Linked DNA regions of Mus musculus: regions 1 and 3 are each linked to region 2. The links are chromatin contacts, called in public HiChIP or PLAC-seq and Micro-C maps. All regions are on one chromosome and are shown on one strand. The core of a region is the stretch at or near the end of the contact, and the rest is flanking DNA. Distances in the headings are between cores, read along the strand shown.

Region 1 (3,094 bases), core at 532-3,031, 560 kb after region 2:
CCCTCCAAAACAGTGAGCCCAGATATATCTTAAGCTGCTTCTGTCCAAGCTCTGTCTCAACGATGAGAAAGGTATCTGATTCAAGGGAGATGAAGATGTCCATCTACCTGGGAGCATCAAACGAGTCCCTGTTTTATCTTCCATGGAAATGTCTTCATAGCAAATTGTTTTTGGATTAAAAAAAAAAAACTAAGAATAACTGTCATAGAGTCATTAAGCATAGATTTCTGCCTGACGTTTGGATGTGAAGTTTAAAGACTTCACACAGGACTTATTGATGTCTCTGGATGCTCAGCACACCGGGAACTTCCTTCTGCAGACAGCCTTAGGAAGCTTCACTGTGTGGGCTCAGAGATCCAGCTAAGTAAGCAAAGGACTTGCCAAAGGCCTGGGTTTAGTCCCCAGCACGGCATAAACCACACATGGTGGCACAGGCACTTGGAAAGTGGGGTAGAAGGATCAGAAGCTCAAGGTCATAGTAAGTTTGTGGGCATCGGGGATGCATGAGATGGCTTTGAAAAGGAATTCTTAGTGCTAGGAGTGTAACTTAGAGGTAGCATTCTTGCCTAATATATATACGCAAAGCTCTAGGTTCAGATCCCATTGCAGCAACAGCAGCAGCAGCAATAACAACAACAAAATATTATGATATTTTCAACTTGGATGAAACTGGAATAAAGATTCAATAAAACATCAAGTCTGTTTTGTCAAGGAAGGGAAGTCGTTTAGAAGATACACTCTGATAATTAATTTGTTGAGTTTTATAGAGCAATGGTCTGTGAACTGCAGTCCATGGGCCAAATCATGTTGCCTGGCTAGGCTTGTGTTGGGAGTTTTATTAGAACACGGCTGTAGCTACTCTGGCACTACAGCAAATGGGTTTATTTCTTAAACCAACACACCCTGCTATTTACTGTCAACGAGTTCACAAAGAAATCCGAGGACTTGTAGGAATCATTAGCCCACTGGAGGTACCTGCACGTATTGAAATGCAGCTGAATTTGTTTGTCCATATATTTAAAGACCAACAAATGAACAATAAGATTCTGCGAAAGGTGGTCAAAGTAGGATTTCTATTTCTTGGAGGGTAAAGGCAAGAAGAGTGCAAGTGAAATCGGGGTTTAGGTTCTGAGAAAATATCTGATGCCCTGAGATTTTGCTTTTCTGAGCATTTCATGTGTTTCAAAGTAGCTACACCGCATAAAGAAAGGACCTTTATCTTTCCCTACTTAATAAAAGCACCCCTCCCCCGTAGTCTTCTAACTTTTGGTTAGTCAGAGCTCAAACCTTATTCAATTGCTGTAGACATCACTTGGGAAAAGCTTCCATCTAATCCTGTTTGGGACGAGCAGAAAAGTTTTCAGTGTACAAAAACCACCAAATAGGCCATGACAAAAAATAAATATCACCCACCCACCACCTGGCAGGGCTGGGATCAGCCCAAAGTATCAGAGCTAAAGGAGCCCAGGCGATGTAACAGGAGAATTCACTGAATAAGCACCTATTTAAAAGACGGCATAATGTTGGGATGCATGTTTATAAACCTTCTCTTCAGTGGAGAAGTACTTAGTGCCACAACCACTTTAAACAAAATTAGTGGAAAAAACAGGGAGTTTTAAGGAGTAAGAGATCAGGTATTCTTGGCTCACCACACATCAAGTGATTGAAGCTAAAAATGGCTTTAAATACTGCAATGGCTTGAAACGCCTTACATAAACTGACCAGGAATCTGGGGCATTCGCACTACAGACAATTTTCTTCTCCTCCGGATAAGGGATGGGAATTAGTCATAGGGGTATTTCCAGATAATGTAGTTAACACCTCACACTGTATTAGGTAGGCAGAGGGCTGTGCTCCAGGGAGAGAAACTGCTCCTGCCAGCTCTCACAAGGAATGTGGGTATTTTTAAAGTCTGAGTGACCACTAGTGAGTCATGTCCACAGCATGCCTCCCTTTTGGTGTAAAATAACAAGCAGTACTTCCAAACAGTCATTTAGTTATTTGTTCAGTTCTTAATTCATCTATTCATCCATACATCCATCCATCCATCCATCCATCCATCCATCCATCCATTCATCTATCCAGCTGCCTATCCATCCATCTATCCATCCATTTATCCATCTACCTGCCAATCCATCCATCCACCTGTCCATCCATCCATCATCTATCCATCCATCTACCTGTCCATCTATCCATCCATCCATCCATCCATCTATCCATCCATCCATCCAACTTTTCAGTTCCCCATTTGTTCATCCATTCAACAACATCTACCTGCTCATTCATTCATTCATCTCATGGTTATTGAGGTGGCATTAATATGTTAGTAAAAAGAGGCAACAAAATACCAAGACCTGATGAGACTGTACTTCCCTGTAGTTGGACTCCATCTCTTTCTCTGCCTACAGGCAGAGTTCTAGGAAACAGTCCTGATCCCATTTTCCCTCCATCTCAAACCCACTCTGCAGGCAAATGCAAACCCTGTAGGCTAGGAGCCTTGTAGAAATCTGTACCTGGAAATGAAGTCCAACGATAAAAGGAAGGCCCAGAGACCTGAAGAGGCATGCTCTAAGTTCCATCTCTGTTGTGTAACATAACTTCAGAGACAAGGCATGAGTTCAAACCAGACCTGATACTTAGGAGTTGTGTAGACTTGAGCAAGTAGTTTCCTCTCTCAGTTTTCTGTAACCTGGGAAGAAAACAGCAAATCTTTTCCACCAGGACCACAAGGGAGTAGGACAGGGAGAGTGTACATGTGTTCCTCTAGTCTGCTGACTGCCTCATAGCCAGCCTTGTATAAGAGAAAGCTTTATGTGAGTCACAACTTATAGGGAAGAATGTTGCCCAAACCACATCAACAGTAATTCAAGAACAAAATAGTCAGGCTCTTACATTGTTTATGTTTTTTTTTTTTAATCTTAGATCTGTTTTTTAAAAGTACCACTTACTCAACTCTTCTGCTAGAACTATTTGATGAGTAACTACTGGGTACCTCAAATTGGGTGGGGTGCTGGGCCCCTTCTTCGTGAAGTTGAACCCTGATAGCACACACTAACCAGCCTCAGATTGATGGGCACTGGGGGTCAAGAGCAGT
Region 2 (2,913 bases), core at 315-2,814:
GTATGTGCACATGAGGTACCAGTCGAGGGGGCAGATTCTCTGAAGCTTGAGATACGGCTCACTGTAAATTCTCCAATGCGGTGTTGGGAACCGAACCTCTGCAGGAGCAGAGAGTGCTCTAACCATTCAGCCATCTCTCCAGCTCCGTGATTGTTTCTTATTAAAACAAAACAAAGCAAAACCCTCTAAGGAGTAGACAAAAGCTAGTGGGGAGGCCGTCTATTGATAGCCCTGTCAACGGGGACTGCAGTTGACTACTCTCTATAGTGGGGTCTATTCTTCCCACTTTCTTTGTGGGCCTACCAACTCTTCCAGATACAACTTTCTGATAATCTTCTGCTGTTGTATTTCAGGCATTGATCACCAGCCTGTGTTTCAAAGGGTCCCTGTCTGTAAGATGACAACACAGGGGTTTGTTGGCAGAATCTCCTGGTGTGTGTGTGTGTGTGTCTACTTGTGTACTTTTGTATAATGCCCACTATGTTCACTCTGAAGGGAACTCTCTCCCTACATGGCCCTGGGGCTATGCAGTAACTGAGTTATTCAATTAATATCAGAGCTCTGTGCTTCCTGCATTTTTCTTTTCTTGAAACCACATCTGACCATTACCAGTGCTTTTGTAGCCAAGTCCAGCTTGTGGCCGCGGGGTCAAGCTGGGCCAAGGATAGATGTAAATGCTTCCCAAAACAAACTCAAACGCCCACTTCGAGTGTTTGAAGATACCGTTTTTTTGAAAATTTTGTTTCGTGACTCAAGGTCGTGGTTCTCTACCGAGAACTCTGTAGATGGCAAAATCATGTCCTAAAGTTGAAAGGTTGGTAAAGAGACTTCCGAGGTCCATTGCGTTCCAAATAGTGGAAAGATGTAAACACAATCAGACCCTGTGTTTAAGGATATTGCCTTGATGTCTTGAGAGCAGCCATGGCAGGCATATTTGCCCCACAGGAATGGGCAAAACCTACACAGGGAAGCAAGATTGCTTTATCTATGTGGTCTTAATGGAGAAAGTGGTTACAATGTTCCCATTGCAGAATAGGTTGTAGGCTAACTAACATACCTGTACCTATTACATCATGAACGCACAGAACACCGAATTAAAAACTGACTTATCCAATCCAGCGAAGAATTCACTCGCACAATGGAAGAATGTGTGGAATGCCAGAGTACATGTCTCAGTGTTCACACTAAGTGATTCACTCTGAATCATCAAGCCACACTCAGAGGGGTTGTCACTTGCTCCCCAGGCTGGGCCATAGCTCAGCTCTGGATACAAGTGTTTGTCACAAATCAATAAAAGCTTCCCTTGAGCCTCAGTTGGCTGTGTGGCATTTGTAACAAACAGTTTTGCATGTCTCTTACTGATAAAGGCCACACCAGTTGTCCTTTGCACTAGAGAGTGTGTGACAGCCCCGTGTACCTGTTCATACGCTCTCTCTTGTTTTCAGAAAGCCAGTTGTTATATTTATCAGAATATTGGGTCCGTATCAGGCAGCTGCAGGATTGTGCCTGAGCGTCTGTGACACTGGGAGACACAACAATGCTGTAACCTTTGTCCCAACTCCCCACCCCCACTCCCTGCTGAGGAGTGCTCAGCTTCAAGCCTGCAGTTCTAAAGTCCTTACTTTTCACAGAGCAAGGATCCTTTGTGGCTGGCGAATCACAAGGTCTCCTTGACTTCCTCTTGATATTTACAGCCCATCTAACAGCCGGGGCCAAAGCGAGGAAATGTCAGAGGCTGGCTTCTCTTGCTCCTGAAGTAGATAGATGTCTACCAACCCAACACACAGACTGCCCGACCACCAGCAGTGAGTGATTCCATTCCCTTAACTCAAGCCTATGGCCTTTGGTCCATTCTGTCCTTTGAAGGGCTGGGGAATGATGTATTTCAGCAATACTCATCCCATACAGAAGAAAGCAAGATGACACTCTGCTGTGCCATAGGCAGGTACCCTAGGACTCCTAGGACATGGCAGCACGTGTAATCTGAAGATTAAGTGCACATTGTCTGTGCACATGTGCCTGTGTGTGCATGCTTACCTCTTCATGTGTGCAAGGACGTATGTGCCACAGAGTGCACATGTGGAGAGCACAAGTCAACCTCAGATATTGGCCCTCCTTAACGTCCACCAGCTTTCTGGTGGCTGGTGAGCTTTCTAGGGAGTCTCCTGTCTCTACCTCCCAACTCAGCACCATCCACTGGGAGTATAAACATGTGCTCTCACATTTGGCTCTCCATGGGTTTCTTAAAGCTAAACTCAGCCCCTCACCCTTGTGGCACGTGCTTTGCCACTGACCCATCTCTCCACACCCAGTCATTTATCCAACTCAGATCATTCCTTGTCCTATCGCTCGTGCCAAGTAATGCCTAGTCCCCTTTCAGGGGAGGGGAGGGGGGTGATTTTGAGCAATTGCACTCCACTCCTGCTTCTCATACATTTCTTGTTATTCTAGGCAAGTCCTGCATGCAGACAGAGGTTGCCAATAAAGTTTATTGTAGGAGCCAAGTGTCAATATCTGTAGCACCCCCCGCCGAGGGTGCTTGTAATTAAAATGCCACAGATAGTCTGGGAGAGGCATGAAAATTTGATGGCCAATTGATTTCAGGTTCATCTTGAAGTTTGTCCTCAGCTGGACTCGATACTCCTGGCAGCTGCGAGATGGCTTTTGTCAAAAGGGTCTTCGAGAATGAGACAGAGATGTCTTGTTCTGAATACTAAGCACCGCGTGCCGTTTATGACAGGTTATGCTTAGTGCTGGGTTGCACAGCTCCTGCTCTCCCACAATCTTGCCCTGGAAATGGGGAAGATGGGCTCTCAGGACTCCACTGTCCACACAAAAAGGAAGAGTACGTACGCTGACAAGATCAGTGACTGTCAGAAACACCGCATCACAGGGAGCGGGTTCTGTCTAAGA
Region 3 (3,142 bases), core at 457-2,956, 990 kb after region 2:
GCCTGGCTTCACAGCAGCGTGCTAGCACAGCCACGGGTAGCTTTTGCTCAATTTCTTCTATCTTCTATTTTTTTGTCTCAGTATTATTTGTGCTTTCTATGGTTTCTTGTCTCGGAATACAAGAGTAGGGAGCCACATTTTCTGTAGAGGGAGTGTCGCAGGCGGGGGTGGGGTGGCGACAAATGCCCCTCAAGATTTCCTGTTCAGACCTTCCTTTTCATTGTTTCATATTCTGACATATGCATTTATGTATTTGAATTGAGTTTTCCTGGTAACTATTTTGTTATACCAGTGTATTCTGGGTAAACTAGGTCTGCTCAAAGATGGTTTAGAAATTAAATTGGCCAGGCAGTGATGGCGCACGCCTTTAATCCCAGCACTTGGGAGGCAGAGGCAGGTGGATTTCTGAGTTCGAGGCCAGCCTGGTCTACAGCGTGAGTTCCAGGACAGCCAGGGCTACAGAGAGAAAGCCTGTCTCCCAAACCCCTTCCTCCCCCAACCAAAAATAAATGAAACTGAAATGACTTCTCTAGCTATTCACTCTTTGGTTAGAAATTAGATTTTTCTTTTAAATAAAGATTTTTTTAAAAATGTCCAAAATGCCTGAATATTGACCCATTATTAGTGACCAAAAGGATTTTTCTGTAGCATCAAGCATCATGTGGTGAATGCTAACATTGACACGTGTAACAATTAGACACATGTAATAATTAAATGTGACCTCAAACATTGCTGGATATGCCTGTAGGAGCATGGGCTTTTGGCTTCATACATGATTCTCTGAGTGGATGGATGTTTTTTAGTGCCTTGCAACTAAGGATACTACCTCGCTGAGATGATACATCCTACAGGGACAACTCAGATCTTAGCCTGGGAGCAAATTCAGCTCTCAGGCCCTTCAGATGCTGTGCACCTATTCCATGGATTGCTTCAGAACATTATTTGAAGCTGGAGCCAGGCATGTCCATTCTGCCTTCTGTAAAGTGGACTTGACAGTGTCGGGTCTCCTTCCCCAGAGTGCAGAGGGAGTCAGGACTCGGTTGGGTAAAGAACAAAGCAACCTCTGTTAAGAGCAAACCACAGCCTGAAGAAAGCAAAGGGCCACATCTGACTCATCCAGATGACTCATACCTGGGATTTCTGGGCCTCAACTAGGCTTCCTGCAGCCTGTCGAAGCTTGCAAAGAGCTATGAGGAGATCTGAAAAAGAGAAAACTCTTGCATGCTGTCTGTGTTGGGGGAATGGATCTACCCATCTGGGTCCAGGGCAAGCTCCTTGCAAGTAGCCACTGAGTTTATTAGCACTACACAGTCAGATCGCCGAGGTTCCGGTTGGCAGCCATGAAAAGACCACGTGAAGTTGCCCTTTTTGGTTTGGCCAGCTTTGGGTACTCTTTTTTACATTGTTAAGTCTTGGGGAAGAGCAGCTAGCTTTGGTGTGCAAACGAAGGCATCCCTGTCAATGTTTGCGCAGAATCAGAGCTGTTTGGGGATGGTCTACCTTCAGGGACACACAGACCCTAGTGACAATCAACTCTCCTGGTAAATACATCATGTCGGGTTGCCACAGCTATTACCTATCTCTTTACATTGAAAGCCAACTTACCGCAGTTATCTCTGTTAATCTTTGTGCTGTTAGATTACCTTGTGATCCAGCTCCTGAGGTTCTCGGGGAGAACTCGATGCAAGCTCTTGCTTCAGGTGTCTGACATTCCTCAGTGCTGATCCACAGCCGTGACTCACTGAGTGATTGGGACCACAGAGAAGCCAGTATATTTCCACTACTCCTATTGGGGGGGGGGTCTTCATACCCCAAGAGCAGACAATTACCCAACTTCCACCCATTAAAATACAAGAATTGGGCTAAATAAGCTCGCCAGCCTAATTTTGTGCTTTCTAATTTTGCCCCTTTAAATGCCTCATAATTATCAGATGCAAAATACATTTTCAAACATAGAGCCACTGACGGGAATATTTTTAAATGTGCAAGGCTAAGATGGGAGTTAGCCGAAGAAGCAGGCAGTATTTTTAACTTGTGTCATTGGGTGGGAGAAGGCATGGTCTCTCTGACACCCTCTACTCTACTCGGAAGGGGAGCTGTGTATACTTGCAGTGGTTGGAATGGGTGTCACTGATAGTATGGCTATGCATGTTCCTGGGTGGTACATCCTTCAGGACTTGCTGAACCTAGATGGGAAGGGAGGTCCCAGCCCTGAGACTCTGGGATTCACAGGAAAGAGTGGGGTGCACACTTCCTTTGAGATGAAAGGAAAAGCACGCAGAGCTTTTGTTACAGGGGCTTCTTCCTCCCCAACCTCTCCCGAATGGGATGGTGTAATTCTGTGTTCGGAATATTTCTGCATATTTTTATAGGCAATCCCTATAAGTCATTTACTATGTATATTAGTGGAACTCAAGGCATTTCTGTGAGTCCAGCATCAAAATAACTATGGAAAAGCAGGGTATGGCAACACACTAGTGATCAAAGGAAGTAGAGGCAGGAAGATCAGGAGTTCGAGGCTATTTTTGGCTAGTCTGGGCTACAGGAGACCTTATCTCACACAATAAACAAAACAGCCCTGAAGAGCTGGTTGGTACTGAACGTGGTCATTCCCTCTGCATGTACATGCACTAGTATTCTGTGAGGTCTTTCTTTTATTAGATGGGGGGGCCACTGCTTCCTTCCACATGGAGCAGTTGCTTCTTCTCACACTCCATCAGGCCCTCTGAGGATTCGGGGTTGGTGGGGCAGCATCTCACTGCAGGTCTTGGCTTGTAAGAACAATAGCTTGTGTGCACTCACTCTCCATGATGGCAGAGCTCTAGAGGCCTGCGTTGCCTGAAACTCTTTCTGATCAAGTGTGATGACATTACGACACTGATATCCCTAGCAGCCTCACTTGTAATTGCTCAAGTGTAGAGACAAACCAAATATCTATTAGTTGGTAAATATATTCATGACACATTTGTTAAATGAAGTATTATTTACGTAAAAATATAACCAGTGGCTAGTGCATGTAAAGGCATGGATATACCATGATACCAAGTGAAATAAACCAGCTGTATTTTGCTCAATGTACGTATTTGAGAAACAGTGTGTGTGTGATCTGTATGTGTGTGTAGTATGTGTGTATGTGTAAGGT

Evidence for each region. A called contact is a pair of places that touch in the nucleus more often than the background predicts. HiChIP or PLAC-seq counts read pairs in DNA pulled down with a chosen protein or histone mark.
Region 1: a contact with region 2 is called in a Micro-C map of muscle stem cells, with 6 times the contacts expected there. The contact joins two enhancer-like sites. A contact is called at or near these places in 3 of 484 Hi-C or Micro-C datasets (liver, muscle stem cells and myocytes), 1 of 115 datasets of contacts at active chromatin or transcription factors (heart atrium) and 1 of 9 other capture datasets (embryonic stem cells).
Region 3: a contact with region 2 is called in a FOXA1 HiChIP or PLAC-seq map of pancreatic cancer cells. The contact joins two enhancer-like sites. A contact is called at or near these places in 1 of 484 Hi-C or Micro-C datasets (bone marrow-derived macrophages) and 1 of 115 datasets of contacts at active chromatin or transcription factors (pancreatic cancer cells).

What each region holds. Positions count from the first base shown.
Region 1 is chr8:115,332,355-115,335,448 of GRCm38.p6, forward strand. All of the region lies in intron 8 of Wwox (WW domain-containing oxidoreductase), which reads left to right. Among named protein-coding and RNA genes, the nearest start is that of Gm39256, 310 kb to the right of the region's middle. Within about 2 kb of position 1,782, at least 31 of the 459 cell types and tissues checked have an H3K27ac peak or open chromatin away from gene starts, as enhancers often do. A contact at or near this core is called in muscle stem cells and myocytes, where this site is marked.
Region 2 is chr8:114,776,262-114,779,174 of GRCm38.p6, forward strand. All of the region lies in intron 8 of Wwox (WW domain-containing oxidoreductase), which reads left to right. Among named protein-coding and RNA genes, the nearest start is that of Gm16118, 70 kb to the left of the region's middle. Within about 2 kb of position 1,565, at least 52 of the 459 cell types and tissues checked have an H3K27ac peak or open chromatin away from gene starts, as enhancers often do. A contact at or near this core is called in muscle stem cells, myocytes and pancreatic cancer cells, where this site is marked.
Region 3 is chr8:115,770,100-115,773,241 of GRCm38.p6, forward strand. No RefSeq gene overlaps it. Among named protein-coding and RNA genes, the nearest start is that of Gm51552, 52 kb to the left of the region's middle. Within about 2 kb of position 1,707, at least 79 of the 459 cell types and tissues checked have an H3K27ac peak or open chromatin away from gene starts, as enhancers often do. A contact at or near this core is called in pancreatic cancer cells, where this site is marked.